Linked DNA regions of Sus scrofa: regions 2 and 3 are each linked to region 1. The links are chromatin contacts, called in public Hi-C and HiChIP or PLAC-seq maps. All regions are on one chromosome and are shown on one strand. Each heading gives the region's core, a stretch centred on a gene start, on an enhancer-like site or on the middle of the called end of the contact. The rest is flanking DNA. Distances are from core to core; before and after follow the strand shown. Region 1 holds the start of PPP1R14A (protein phosphatase 1 regulatory inhibitor subunit 14A). Region 2 holds the start of CATSPERG (cation channel sperm-associated protein subunit gamma). Region 3 holds the start of PSMD8 (26S proteasome non-ATPase regulatory subunit 8).

The links. Hi-C and Micro-C count contacts between places; a contact is called where the count stands out from the background. HiChIP or PLAC-seq counts read pairs in DNA pulled down with a chosen protein or histone mark.
Region 2: a contact with region 1 is called in a Hi-C map of retroperitoneal adipose tissue, with 1.9 times the contacts expected there. The contact joins the promoter of CATSPERG here to the promoter of PPP1R14A in region 1. A contact is called at or near these places in 2 of 5 promoter capture datasets (fetal liver and liver), 10 of 47 Hi-C or Micro-C datasets (embryonic fibroblasts, heart right ventricle, liver and 5 more) and 2 of 2 datasets of contacts at active chromatin or transcription factors (alveolar macrophages and skeletal muscle).
Region 3: a contact with region 1 is called in an H3K27ac HiChIP or PLAC-seq map of alveolar macrophages. The contact joins the promoter of PSMD8 here to the promoter of PPP1R14A in region 1. A contact is called at or near these places in 2 of 5 promoter capture datasets (fetal liver and fetal skeletal muscle), 7 of 47 Hi-C or Micro-C datasets (embryonic fibroblasts, mesenchymal stem cells, omental adipose tissue and 2 more) and 1 of 2 datasets of contacts at active chromatin or transcription factors (alveolar macrophages).

Annotation. Positions count from the first base shown.
Region 1 is chr6:47,172,224-47,176,746 of Sscrofa11.1, forward strand. It overlaps PPP1R14A (protein phosphatase 1 regulatory inhibitor subunit 14A), which reads right to left and starts at 1,834. Exons shown (of 4, transcript NM_214337.1): 1 at 1,611-1,834. The coding sequence starts at 1,811.
Region 2 is chr6:47,250,042-47,254,567 of Sscrofa11.1, forward strand. It overlaps CATSPERG (cation channel sperm-associated protein subunit gamma), which reads left to right and starts at 2,266. Exons shown (of 27, transcript XR_002344645.1): 1 at 2,266-2,492; 2 at 3,238-3,521; 3 at 3,609-3,662.
Region 3 is chr6:47,288,240-47,292,465 of Sscrofa11.1, forward strand. PSMD8 (26S proteasome non-ATPase regulatory subunit 8) reads left to right here and starts at 1,652. Exons shown (of 7, transcript XM_005664584.3): 1 at 1,652-2,129; 2 at 3,184-3,256; 3 at 3,375-3,477. The coding sequence starts at 1,767.

The DNA.
Region 1 (4,523 bases), core at 584-3,083:
CCACCAGCCCACCTTTGAGCAGACAACTGGGGGGCTTGTACAGCCTCTTGGGGCAAAGGGCCAAATGCAGGCTGGCTCAGTACCCCTGTCGGGGACAGAACCCAGCTGTCTGAGCACGAGGTCCCGAGGCTACAGATTTTTTCCTTCCCCACCAAAGTCCTGCAGATTCCACTGCAGGCTCCAGGCCTTGGGTGGTCTGGGAGCTGCATGTGGAGATGAGGGCTCAGCAAAAGACTGGAGTGTCGGTGTGTTACCCGTCCGTGTGAGTCACAGCCTGATGCCCAGGCCACAGGGCCAGTGGGAGGGTGTAGCAATGTATGACATACCGTGCAGCTTGTACAGGGGCCCACGGTCCTCCTATGGTAGGCGGCGTGTGACTCTAGCTTAGCATGTTTGTCTCATCATCATGTGTCGCTGTGGGATATGTTGATCAGTAAGTGACCACAACTTGTGTCCTTGAGTGTCCGGCTGGCTCTAGCGCCGTCTGAGGGTGAGCTCATAGGATCCCACCGACCACTAGCAACTGTCCGCCTGCGTGAGCTCATGTGTCTGAGAACAGGGGCCCTCGGGTCACTGCGAGGGGCCACGGCTTCTCCCACCTTTGTGCTGGGCTGAGGAGGCTCTGTCATCTCACATGTCTGTGTCCGCTTCCTCTGACTCTCATGGGTGGTACAAAGTGTGACTTCAAGCGGAGACAAGTGAAATGTGTCTGTCTGGACCCCCTGAGACAGCACAGGAGGCTGCAGCTTATGCCCTATGTGTCCACAGGCAATTGCAGCTTCTGCCATTGTGCGTCCACAGGTGCCCATAGCCTACGCGGTTTTCTGTCTGGGTGTAGCTATAATTCCTGTTATTTGATGTCTGCGTGTGGCTGCAGCATCTGTCATTGCCTTTGCATGTTTTTTGCTTTTAGGAGATAATGGATGGTCGTTACTTGAATCACTGAGTGTCGGGGTAGCTGTTGTAGCTTGCACTGCTTGCAAGGCTCTACAGATTGCGCTGTGTGTGTCTATGAACAGCTGTAAGTGGAGTCCTTTTGTGTGGGCGTAGTTGTGTTGTATCTGTATAGGGCACTGTGGCCTGTGCTGTTGTGACCAGGAGAGCCTGTGGCTGTAGCATGGGTTGATCTGTCCCACAGCCGGTGTCCCTGACAGTCTGTGCATGGCTGTTGCTTCTGTCACTGGGTCTGTGAGTGGCCATAGCTTGTCACTGTGCAGGTCTGTGAATGCTGATGTTTCCTTGGCTGTGCGGTTCCCTGCGGTTGTATCTCCGGTCACCATGTCTATGTTTGGCTTTAAGACATCCTCCTCCCCCCACCTTTTCTTCCAGATATGGCCACTCTGGCTCCCCAAGTTGGCCTCCTAACCTCCCATATGCTAAAGCCCTGGTCCTCCCCTGTGTTTTTACCCAAGTGTGAGCACAAGCAGAGTGCCAGGGAGGGTGGACGGCGGGGGCCCATGTGTCGCGGGGCCAGCGTTCTCCCCTGGCAAGGAGGCTGCGCATGCACCAGCGAGCTCAAGCAATGAGAGACCCCCAAGGCGCAGGGGGGCAGGGCCCGGGCTCCGTCGGTCTAGGACGCCCCCTGCGCCCCCCACCCCTCCCCGCCTCACCCTGCCACGGTACAGCTCCTCCAAGCGCCAGTCGATCCACTTCTCCACGTCCAGCCGCCGCTGCAGCTCCCGCCGATCGTACTTGACGGTGACACGCGCGTGTCGCTTCTGCAGCCCCCCGGGGCTGCCCCCCGGCCCCCGGGCCCGCGACGGAGACTGCAGCTTGCTCAGCACCCGCTTGCCCAGCCGCTGAGCTGCCATCGCGGTCCTGGCCCCGGCCCCGGCGCCGCGCTGTGCGCTTTCGCCTCTCACCCAGGGGGCCTCTTACGGGCCGGGGCGGGGCTGGCCGGGGGCGGGGGCTCGGGCTCGCCGGGGGGCCGGCCACGCCCCGGCCGCCCGGGCCTCAGTTTCCCCGCCTGCTGCGCGAGGACCGGCCGCCGCGTGGGCGTGAAGCCCGCGGCTGGGCCTGGCTCAGGTAGGGGCCGGGGCCGAGAGCCCCAGGCCGGGGCCGGGCGGCTGGGGCTCCCGGGGCCTGGATCCCGGGGGGCGGGTCCCGGGACGGTTCTCCGGGACCTGGCCTGTTTGCTCCCTCTGGCGGTTGCAAGGGACATGACAGGAGCCCCCTGTGAACAAACCCTTCCACAGGGAAGGTCAAACCACAGTCTTCGAAGCACATCCTTTCTTTCATTTACCCACAATCCAAGCGTCCATTCGTTCACATGCACTCACTGTATTCAAGAAATACTCAGTTGACATCATGACATTGGGGTGTTAGTCCCTCTCTCTTTTTCTCCTTCATATTAGACGCCTCACACCAGATAGCATCCAATGGTCCTCTCTCCCTCTGGCCACCACCAGGCTCCCCGGCCCCCACTCTCCTAGGCACTGGGGACAGAGCAGGGAACAAAACACACAAGCCCAGTCCTCACAGGGGTGACGCTCTTGTGGTGGAGGCGGGCGGCAACGTAATAAGTAAGTACAGTGCATTGTACATTTATTAGAATATAAGTTGTATGGAGAACCATGGAGAATAAAATGAGAAATGGAGTGAGGGTGAGGGTGGGGTTTTAGGGAGGGGAGAGGGTGACCAGAGAAGTCCCTTACCTCACAAGTCTTCCCACTTCTGATGGAAAGCAGCAAGAATAACACTGCAAAACTTAAATAAAACTTAAATTTGGCCATGTCCTTTCGCTGCTGAAGACGATTTATAATGAGGCAGTGGCTTCTTACATGACACATAAAGCACAAACGATAAAAGAAAAAAAAGATAAGTTGGATACCATCAAAATTTAAAAATTTGTGTTTCAAAGGATATCAAGAAATTGAAAAGGAGTTCCCACCATGACACAGTTGGTTAAGAATCTGACTGCAGGAGTTCCCCTTGTGGCTCAGTGGTAACGAACCTGACTAGTATCCATGAGGACCTGGGTTTGACCCCTGCCCTGCTCAGTGGGTTAAGGATCTGGCGTGGCTGTGCGCTGTGGTGCAGGCCACAGATGCAGCTCTGACCTGTCGTTGCTGTGGCATAGGCTGCAGCTGCAGTTCTAATGTGATCCCTAGGCTCCGAATAGCCCTATGCCGCGGCTGAAGCCCTAAAAAAAAAACACAACTGCAGTGGTTTGGATGCTGCAGAAGTGTGGGTTTGATCGCCTGCCGGTGCAGTGGGTTAAAGGATCCAGTATTGCTGTAGGTCACAGCTGCTTCTCTGGCCTGGGCACTTCCACATGCCACAGACATGGCCAAAAAAAAAAAAAAAAAAGAGTAAGAGATTTCTTTTGAGGTCAATGAAATTTTCTAAAATCAATTGTGATGGTAGTTGCATAACTCTATGAATATACCAAAAACTACTGAAGTGTACTTTTTTTTTTTTTTTTGTCTTTTCTAGGGCCGCTCCTGCGGCATATGGAGGTTCCCAGGCTAGGGGTCTAATCAGAGCTGTAGCTGCCAGCCTATGCCAGAGCCATAGCAACTCAGGATCCAAGCCGTGTCTGCTACCTATACCACAGCTCACGGCAACGCCGGATCCTTAACCCACTGAGCAAGGCCAGGGATCGAGCCTCAACCTCATGGTTTCTAATCAGATTCGTTAACCACTGTGCCACAACGGGAACTCCTTGAATTGTAGGTTTTAAAGGCGTGAAATGTATGGCCTGTGAGTTATGTCTCAATAAACCTGTCATATTAACAGAAAAAAACTTCTCCATGGATCCCCATTGTTCAGTGGGGGGGCAATCAAAGTCTGCCAGACACAGTCCCATCCACACACTTTTGCACTAGCTGTTCCTCTGTCAGGAAAGCTCTTCCCACAATGATGTCACCAGGGCTCACTGCTGCACCCCCTCAAATGTCACCTGTGCAGTGAGGTCTTCTCTGATCACACTATGTCATATTGCAATTCCCATGCCCCTTACCTGGCTCTGTGTTTTATTCATAATACTCACTGCCTTTAAAAAAAAAAAATTCTTAAGGTTACCTCTGTGGCCTATGGAAATTCCCAGGCTAGGGGTTGAATCAGACCTGCTGCCAGGGGTCCAACCCATGTTCTCGTGGATACTAATCGTGTTTGATGCTGCTGAGCCATGACGGGAACTCTGACACTTACCCTTTTTGAGTTTGAGGCTTCTCAGCTGTAAATGGAGATTTTCTTTTCTTTTTAGGGCCGCAAGAATCGAGGCACATTCAAGTTCCCAGGCTAAGGGTCAAATTGGAGCCGCAGCTGCTGGCCTGCACCACAGCCACAGCAATGCCAGATCCAAGCTGCATATACAACCTATGCCACAACTTGCGGGAATGTCAGATCCTTAACCCACTGGGTGAGGCCAGAAATCAAACCCACATCCTCACAGAGACAATTTCAGGTTCTTAACCTGCTGAGCCACACGGGATCTCCCTATTCACTGCCTTTTAACATTGGATATAATTTTTTTTTTTAATCTGGGCCTTTGTATTTATTTATTTGTTTGTCTGTTTGTT
Region 2 (4,526 bases), core at 1,016-3,515, 78 kb after region 1:
GTAGCTGCTGGCCTACACCAGAGCCACAGCAACGCGGGATCCGAGCCGCGTTGACCTACACCACAGCTCACGGCAACACCGGATCGTTAACCCACTGAGCAAGGGCAGGGACCGAACCCGCAACCTCATGGTTCCTAGTCAGATTCGTTAACCACTGCGTCACGACGGGAACTCCTATATATATTTTTTAAATGTCTGCAGTGCCTTCTCTGGGACACATCCCATAAGTTATTTCTATGTTTTATTCATGGATATGCGGGTGGCATGAATCATCACAGTAATAGAGGCACATCCCCCTGGTGGGGCTACATGCAGAATTGGGGGATGTTTGTCATGAGGAGACCCCAGTCTCTGCCTCTGTGGGTCTAGAAGGGCTCATATTCACAGCTGAGATTTCTTCTCTCAGATGAAGTTACCCTCCCTGGTCTGGGGAGGTGGGGAGTGCTGGGACTGGGGAGACTTCCACCAGCTCTTCATTTTCAAAGAACGTCTGTTCTGGGCTGTGTTGCCCTGAGTTGGAAACTTTACATCAGATGATGCTGATACTGATGGTCTGGGGATAACACCTTATGAACCAGTGCTCCAAAGCCTTCCATGCCTGTGATGCAGTGGGAAACAAAGATGCATTCCCTGACATCATGGCCTAGAGTGGTCAGGGGAAGGATGGGGGCCACTCAGGTATCACAGACAAGACCTGAAGGAAGGAAAATGGTCAGCAGGGGATAAAGTAGGAAATAGTATCCCAGAGAGTGTTATAGTTTGGACACAGTCTGGAGGAGAGCGAGCACCCCTGCTCAAGGACATTCAAGTTGCTCTGTGTGACTAGGCTTTGGACTACAGAGGGAGAAAAGAGATGAGCAGGACAGGAAGGACAACAGGGATGGGATCGTACAGGGCTCTGGAAAGCAAGCGAGTTTGGGTGTTTCCCTGGGGTCCTGGGGTGGCATGGAAAGCTTTAGAGCATTGGTTCATAAGGTGTTGTCCCCAGACCATCAGTATCAGCATCACCTGATGCAATTCTCCAGCCCCATCTCAGACTTACTGAATCAAAAATCCTGGAGATGGAGCCCAAAAATCTGTTTCAGCAAGTCCTTTAAGGCACATTAAAGTTGGAAAATCATGGGTTTTTAGAGTAAAGTCAGCTTTGCAGATCATCAAAAAGTCATGGTCTGGAGTTCCCCTTGTGGTTCAGCAGGTTAAGAACCCCACATGAGGATGTGGGTTTGATCCGTAGTCTCACTCAGTGGGTTAAGGAGCCAGCATTGCTACAAGCTGCTGTGTAGTTTGCATATGTGGCTCAGATCTGGCGTTGCTGTGGCTGTGGAGTAGCCGGGAGATGTAGCTCCAATTCGACCCCTAGCCTGGGAACTTCCACATGCTGTGGGTGAAGCCATTAAAAGGAAAAAAAAAAAAAAAAAAGGCATGATCTGAGTCTGTTAGGCATCAGAATACCAATGAAAACTAACTCATTGAATATTTATTTGTGCCAGGCATTCTTCATGTGTTAGCTTATTGACTTCCCAAAACAACTCTATGAGATGGCTGCCCTGTTCTGTAGAGGAAGAAGTTAAGCCGCAGGCGATCAATTCCCACATGGAGACCAAACTTTTTTTTCACTAGAATTGTGATATTAAAATCTGATTGAGTAGAAGGATGAGTAGGCCAGAACCACCAATAGGAACTCCTTGAAGACCTTCCTATCACAAACTTCGTCTCTAGCACCCTCTGCCGTTCAGGCCCCAAATGGGTGTGGAGCACCGCGCTGACTCTGTTCCCAAGCTGTAGGCGCTAGTTGGGATGCGCGTTACCATGGATACCGGCAAGCGGGGGAGAAGTTTCCTCGAGAAAGGCGGAAGTGGGTTGTAGAAGTGCTGTCGGCCATTTTGAGACCGGGCAAGAGGGGGCGGGACTGGAGCGGCGGAGAGACGGTTGACCGGTTTTAACCTAGTGACTGGTACCACGGGGCGGGGAGAAGGGGGTGGTGCCTGGTGCCATCCCCGGGAGGGATGCGGGGGGCGGGGGCGGGGTTAAGAAGGGGAGGGAAGGGGAGGAGGGAGGCGAGGAAGGAAAAGGCTGGGGAAAATTTGGAGCGCGGAGGGACTGGGCACAGTAGGGGCGGGGCAGAGGAAGAGCGGGGCAAGGCTAAGAAGCTGGGTGATGAATAGGGGCGGGGCTCGGAGAGGCGGAGCGTAGAGCCGCGAATTGTCCAGGGCATGGAAAGGAGTGGTGAGAAGAAGGGGTGGGGCCAAAAGGTGTCGCGGTTCGGGAGGAAAGTGAAGACAGAGAAAGTACTGACGCACAGGGTAGCGCCGGCAAGGAATGAGGAGACAGTGCAGGGCGAGGAGAGGGTGCGGAGCGAAGGGAAGACCAGTGGCGAGAAGAGTTCCCAAGGCAAAGAAACTGTATCTAAGGAGAAGGGGCGGGGCCACATGAGGGGGCGTGGCGAGGAGCAGGCTCGGGAAGAACAGCTCTCCCAGGAGGGAGAAGGACAGGTCGATAAAGGGCAAAAGCAGAGCGGGGAGCAAGAAACAGCCGAGAAACAGGGGAAGGTGCGGGGCGTGGGGCGGGTCCGGGAACAGGATCCGGAGAGGGACAGATCTAGAGCCAGGGCCCGGTACGTGGGCAGAGCCCGAGCACGTGCGCGGAGAAAGGGGCGGTGCGAAGAGAAGGGATGGGGCGGGGCAATAAGCAGGGTCGGAGCCAGGTACAGAGGGACTGGGGAAAATAGTTGTGGGGCAGTTAAATCGAGAAACAGAATCCGAGACGGAGTGAGGAGTAGGGGTGGGAGGCAGAGCAGGGGCAGAGCAAAGAAGGGTGGGGCAAGGTTAAGGGGTGAGAGGAGAAATCGGGGAGAAACCAGGGGCAGAGGCGTTGCCAGGAGCAACAGTAGGGGCGGGACCGGGAGTAGTAGCAGAGGTGGTGTCCGGAATTGCAATACTGGCAGGGCCTGGGGCACCGCCTGGGGTAGGGCCGTGGTCTGGAGCAGAAGTGGAGCCAGGAGCAAGAGTAGGGGTGGAGCCGGTAGCACTAGCAGGAGCGAAGCTAGAAGCAAGAACTGGAGCGGAGCTGGGAGCAAGAGTAGGGGTGTAGTTAGGAGCAAGAACAGGGGTGGGGCCAGAAGTCTGAGCAGGGACGGGGCCGGGGGTCCGGTGGGGGCCAGGCGCAGGAGCTAGGCGGGATCTCAGACGGCACCTACCAAGAGTTGTATTGCCGGCTGGTGACCTCCGCATTTTCCAGGTTGAAGCCACGTTGCCCACTGCCCCAACATGTCCCCTGCTGGCCCTGCGTGGCCGAGACTCCGAGTCCTGCGGGCGCTGTGGGCACTTCTGGTGGTGCTATTGGCACCATGGAGGTTGTGGGCGATAAAGGATACCCTGGAGTGCACCTGGCAGGTTGTCCTGAACAACTTTGAAACAGTAGGCAAGAACCACGCAAGCGATCGTTTTTTCAATCAAGAGCCCCTGGACACAGTGGACGAAGTGTTCAGCCTGCTGGTGGATGCACCCATCGACCCGGACGAGGTGAGGGGACTGGGGTCTGGAGAACGGGAGAGGTCCTGGACAGGCACCTCACTGGGCTCCAGACATTTGCCCAGCTTATCCTTGCAGAGATACCTGGGCTTTCCTTACTTCCTGAAGATCAACTACTCCTGCAGAGGAGAGGTGAGTGGGTGCAGCGGGGGTGGGCTCATTCTGTTCAGGCCTGTTTCTCCATCTCTAACATTTGAATAGCAGGGACCTTAAATATTCACAAAGATTCCTGTTATCCCACCAAGCACATGGTTGGTGCTCTATTAAAAAATAGAGGTATAGGAGTTCCCCTTGTGGCTCAGCGGTAACGAACCCGTCTGGTATCCATGAGGATGCGGGTTCAATCCCTGGCCTTGCTCAGTGGGTTAAGGATCTGGTGTTGCTGTGAGCTGAAGTGTAGGTTGCAGACGAAGCCGGGATTTTATGTGGCTGTGGCTGTGGTGTAGCCTGGCAGCTGCAGCTCTGATTCAACCCCTGGCCTGGGATCTTCCGGGTGTCACTGGTGCGGCCCTAAAAAGACATTATGTGTGTGTGTGTATACATGAGAGATTTCAGATAGCATAAAACTTACCATTTTAAAGTATACAATTCAATAACATTTAGTGTATTCACAAAGGTGTGCAACCATCACCGCTATCTTGTTCCAGAACATTTTCATCACCTCAAAAGGAAACACTGTACCCCCATCCCTCCAGCCCTGGAGACCACTAATCTACTTTCTGCCCCTGTAAATTTGTTTATTCTGGACATTTCATATAAATGGAATCATATGGAAGAAGCCTCCGGTTTCTTAGCATGTTCTCAAAGCTATGCTACAGCATGGATCAGTATTTCCTTCTTAGGCTTGAGTAGTATTCAGTTGTATGAATGTGCTGCATTTTGCTTATTCCTTCATTAATGGATGGACATTTGGGTTATTACCCATTTAGGGAGGGCTATTATGAACATGTTTTTGTGTAAACATGTTTTGACTTCCCTTCAGTATATACCTAAGAA
Region 3 (4,226 bases), core at 402-2,901, 120 kb after region 1:
ATTTCCAGGCCAGGGATCAAATCCCAGCCAGAGTTTCGACCTATACCCTAACTGCACAACACTGGATCCTTAACCCGCTGCTACACGGGAAATTTCCTGTCAATGATTTCTTAAGTATGATAGCAAAAGTATAGGTGACAAAAGAGAAAACAGATAAATTAGGTCTCATCAAAATTAAACCCTTTTGTGAATCAAAGGATACCATTAACAGAGTGAAAAGCCAACTGATAGAATGAGAGAAAGTATTTGTAAATCATGTATCTGATAAAGACTAATATGTAGAAAATAAAGAACTCCTTTCCCTGGTGCCTCAGGGGATTAAGGATCCCCATTGTCCCTGCTGTGGCGCAGGTTCCATCCTTGGCCTGGGAAATTTCACATGTTTTGGGTGCAGCCAAAAACAAACGAAAATGAAAATAAAGAACTCCTCTGACTCAACAACAACAAAAAACCACAAACAACTCAATTAAAAACGGCAAAGGAAAAAAATGGAAAAGAAAAAAAAAAAAGGCAAAGACTTGAAGGAGTTCTGTGGTCAAGTCAGCAGGTTAAGGATCAGATCCTGTCACTGTAGTGGCCGGGTCCAAAACAAAGCAAACAAAACAAAACATCTGCACGATATTCCACAGTGTGAATATGCAATTGATTTAATGGTTCCCATATTGATGTTTGGATTATTTTTGTTTGTTTGAGCCACCAGGATGTGGTGGAAGTTCCGGGGCCAGGGATTGAACCCATGCCATAGCAGCAACCCAAGCCATAGCAGTGTCAACAAGGAATCCTTAACCTGCTGAGCCGTAAGGGAATTCTGAAGCTGTTTTTTTATAAAGTGTCAAAAATATGTCCATTGATCTCCAGAGATCTCTTTAGTGTATTCCTTTAAAAAAAAAAAAAAAAAAAAGGCATGTTGCATTTTGGAAGGTATGTATAGTATGATGCAGTTTTTCTTTAAAAACTGTTAAAGACAACTTATTTACATATCCATTCATCCACTCATTCAACAAATATTCATTGTCTACCACAAGCCAGGAATACAACAGTAAAAAAAAAAAAAACCCAATAAACATCCCTGCTGTCATGGAGCTGACTTTCTAAATGACAGAGACAAGAGAACTCAGAAAAAGGAGAGACGTTAAGTAGGCAGGTGTGGTATATATGGAGGAATAACAGGTAGGGATAAAAAAAAAATTGGGAATCCTCCCCAAAATGTGGCATATAAAGCCGTTAATATTGGATGATTTTTAAAAATTTATTATAGTTCATTTACAATGTTCTGTCCATTTCTGCTGTACAGAAAAGTGACCCAATTATATATACATTCTTTTTCTCATATTATCTTTTTCTTTTCTTTTTTTTTATTATTTTCTCATATTCTATCATGTTCTATTACAAGCGATTAGATATAGTTCCCTGCTCTATACAGCATGAAGCCTGGATGATTTTTATAAAGCTTCCCTGCATTTCTTTGAGTTTGGGAAGGTGCACTGAGAGATTAGAGAGAAAGACCCAAAGTCAAATCTCAGCTGTTAGTCTCTTGGAAGTTTATGAAGCCTCTCAAACCCGGTCTATAATACAGGAAGAATAACATCGCTCTCCAAACAGCTCCACCACCTAGACAAGAACGCAGCGTCCGGAAAGACCAAGCTGAAGCCAGGGCGGCCATATTGGCTCCGGGAGGAGGGGAGGCGTTGTAAGCGCTGCCCTTTACAGTTTGCAGACTTCCGGTCACCATCTTGAGTGACAGCAGAGGCGGAGCCCCGACCGACATGTTCGTGAAAGGCCGGCCTTCGAGGGCACCTCCCCGAAAGCGACTGAGCACCAAGCGCGGAGTGCGGAGGCCCACAGTCGCAGCCCCGCCCCCGGCTTTGGGCTCCACCTACCGAGCCCACTTCCGCCGGGCAAGCGGCAGTAGGCGTCGCTGCCGTAAATCGGCTCGGCGGTTTGCCGCATCACGGAAGATGGCGGCCGCGACGGTGAACGGGGTGGCTGGCGGCTCGAGCTCGGGGCCTGCAGCGGCCTCGGGCGCAGTCCTGCAGGCCGCAGCCGGTATGTACGAACAACTCAAGGGCGAGTGGAACCGTAAAAGCCCCAATCTTAGCAAATGCGGTGAAGAACTGGGCCGTCTCAAGGTAGGGGTTACCGGGGGCGCTTCGGGGGGCCCAGACCGAACCTAATTCTGGGCTCAGGAGTGGGCCACATTGCTGGCGGCACCAAGGCGGGCTGGGCGATCCAATGGGGTGAAGAATTCGGAACAGCGAAAGTTCGGGCTTGGAGGGATGAAGAAGTGAGAGGGACCTGGAATGGACCAAATGCAGCCCCACGGTGGGGGGCAGGGGGCGGCGGTGACGGAGAGAGTGGTTCGAGCATAGACGAGTGAGAGGTTCAAATTTTGGTGCTTAGAGGCTTAGCTGGCTGGAGTGGCAGGATGGGGGTGTCGGAGTTTTTTTCTGAGGGAGGGTTCTGGACGACGCCAAGTGGGGAATGAACAGTGGACGCGGTGATGGAAGAAGAAAGCTGAGATGATGGGGTGCGTGGTTAAAACCAGGCCACATGAGGGTCTCAGATCAGAGGCTTAGGCGTGCATCTGAGGGGGAGGGGCCCAGCCAAGTTGAGAGGGCAGGATTGAACCTAGGAAAAATATTCTTTTCGTAAAGGACCAGAATGGTGCTGGAGGTGCTTCAGGCCAAGTGTGGGAGTGAGGACAAATACAGTGGCCTGGACCAAGTTGCTGAGGGGGTGTCTTTGATAAGGGATGATGTGTGGGCTGGACAATGGGGAGAGGTTAGCCCCCCCCCACCTTCTTGGTGTAGGTGGAGGGGAGTAGCTGGGCCCATCCCAACAAAGTGTGGAAAAGGATTGCCAAAGAACTGAAGGTGCTAGTGCCCCTCACCCCCACCCCCTTGATTGCACTGGGTCAGGCATGGAGTGGGTCCCCTGTTTTCCCAGTGGGCCTGTTAATACTTGTAATATGAGGTCATTCTAAATGAATGCTCATCATGTGTCCAGGCCCTGATCTGAGTGCTTTACGGGGACTGACTCCTTTAATACGCGTAACAGCGTCATGAGTCAGGGATGATGATTAGCTCCATTTTCTAGGTGGGAAAACCAAGGCTTAGAGAAAGGTAAATAACCTGTACTTGAAGGCCCGTCTTTTTTCCTTCCTTCCACTGCCCTCCCCATCAGCTGGTTCTGTTGGAGCTCAACTTCCTGCCAACCACAGGGACCAAACTGACCAAACAGCAGCTCATTCTGGCCCGTGAGTGTCACTGGGGTTGGTGGGGGGTTATGGGCTGGGGTTGTGGCAGGAATGGCGGCAGTGGTGGTCAGGGGCAGGGCCACAGTCATCTCCTGAGAGCTTTCTCTGTCGCCTGCAGGTGACATACTGGAGATCGGGGCCCAGTGGAGTATCTTACGCAAGGACATCCCCTCCTTCGAGCGGTACATGGCCCAGCTCAAATGCTACTACTTCGATTACAAGTGAGAATGGACCGTGCCCCTAATTTGGTTTGTGTGTTGGGGGGTGGGGCTTACATGGAAGCTTTTTTACTCCTGCTGCTCTGGCCACTTGGGACATCTTCCTTCACCTGGGAATCCCCTCTTTGCCCAGCTCTGTCCCCAGAAGCCTCAGGGACAGGGGTTGGCCTGGAGGGCCTGAGTCTGGTGTTGTAGCATCCCGTCTCTGTTGACCGCCAGTCTGTCTCCCCTTCACATTCCTACTCTTGATTTCCACTTGCCGCTGTGCCTCCTACCACCTTTTATCTGCCTTGACCCCAGCCTTGCTCCTCAGATTAGTCCCTCCATGATGCCCCTAGGATCTTCATGACACTAAAATTTGACCACGTTGATCACCTGCTTAGAACGTGTCATGGCGCTCCGTAGCCCTCCGGCTTCAGAGCAAGGTCTTTGCTTTGGCTTCCAATGCTTTATCAGCCCTGACCCCTCTGTCTGCGCTTCCCCCATCCTGGCCCTGTTGCTCACTGGACTGTGAACCTTCTAGAGGCAGCAGGTCTCAGTCACGGCTGTGTCCCTGCACTGCCTAACATGGAGCCGGGCTCAAAGCAGGGACTCACTGGCTGTGTGTTGAAGATGAAACGGAATGGCTTCTTAACTGAATGGTGCCTGTGTGGGTTAAGATTAAGAGTTTGATATCAGAAGTCAGGCAAACCTGAGTTTGAACTAATTTTGCTACTTTCTGATTACATGGTCTTGTATTTATTTGGGCCAGA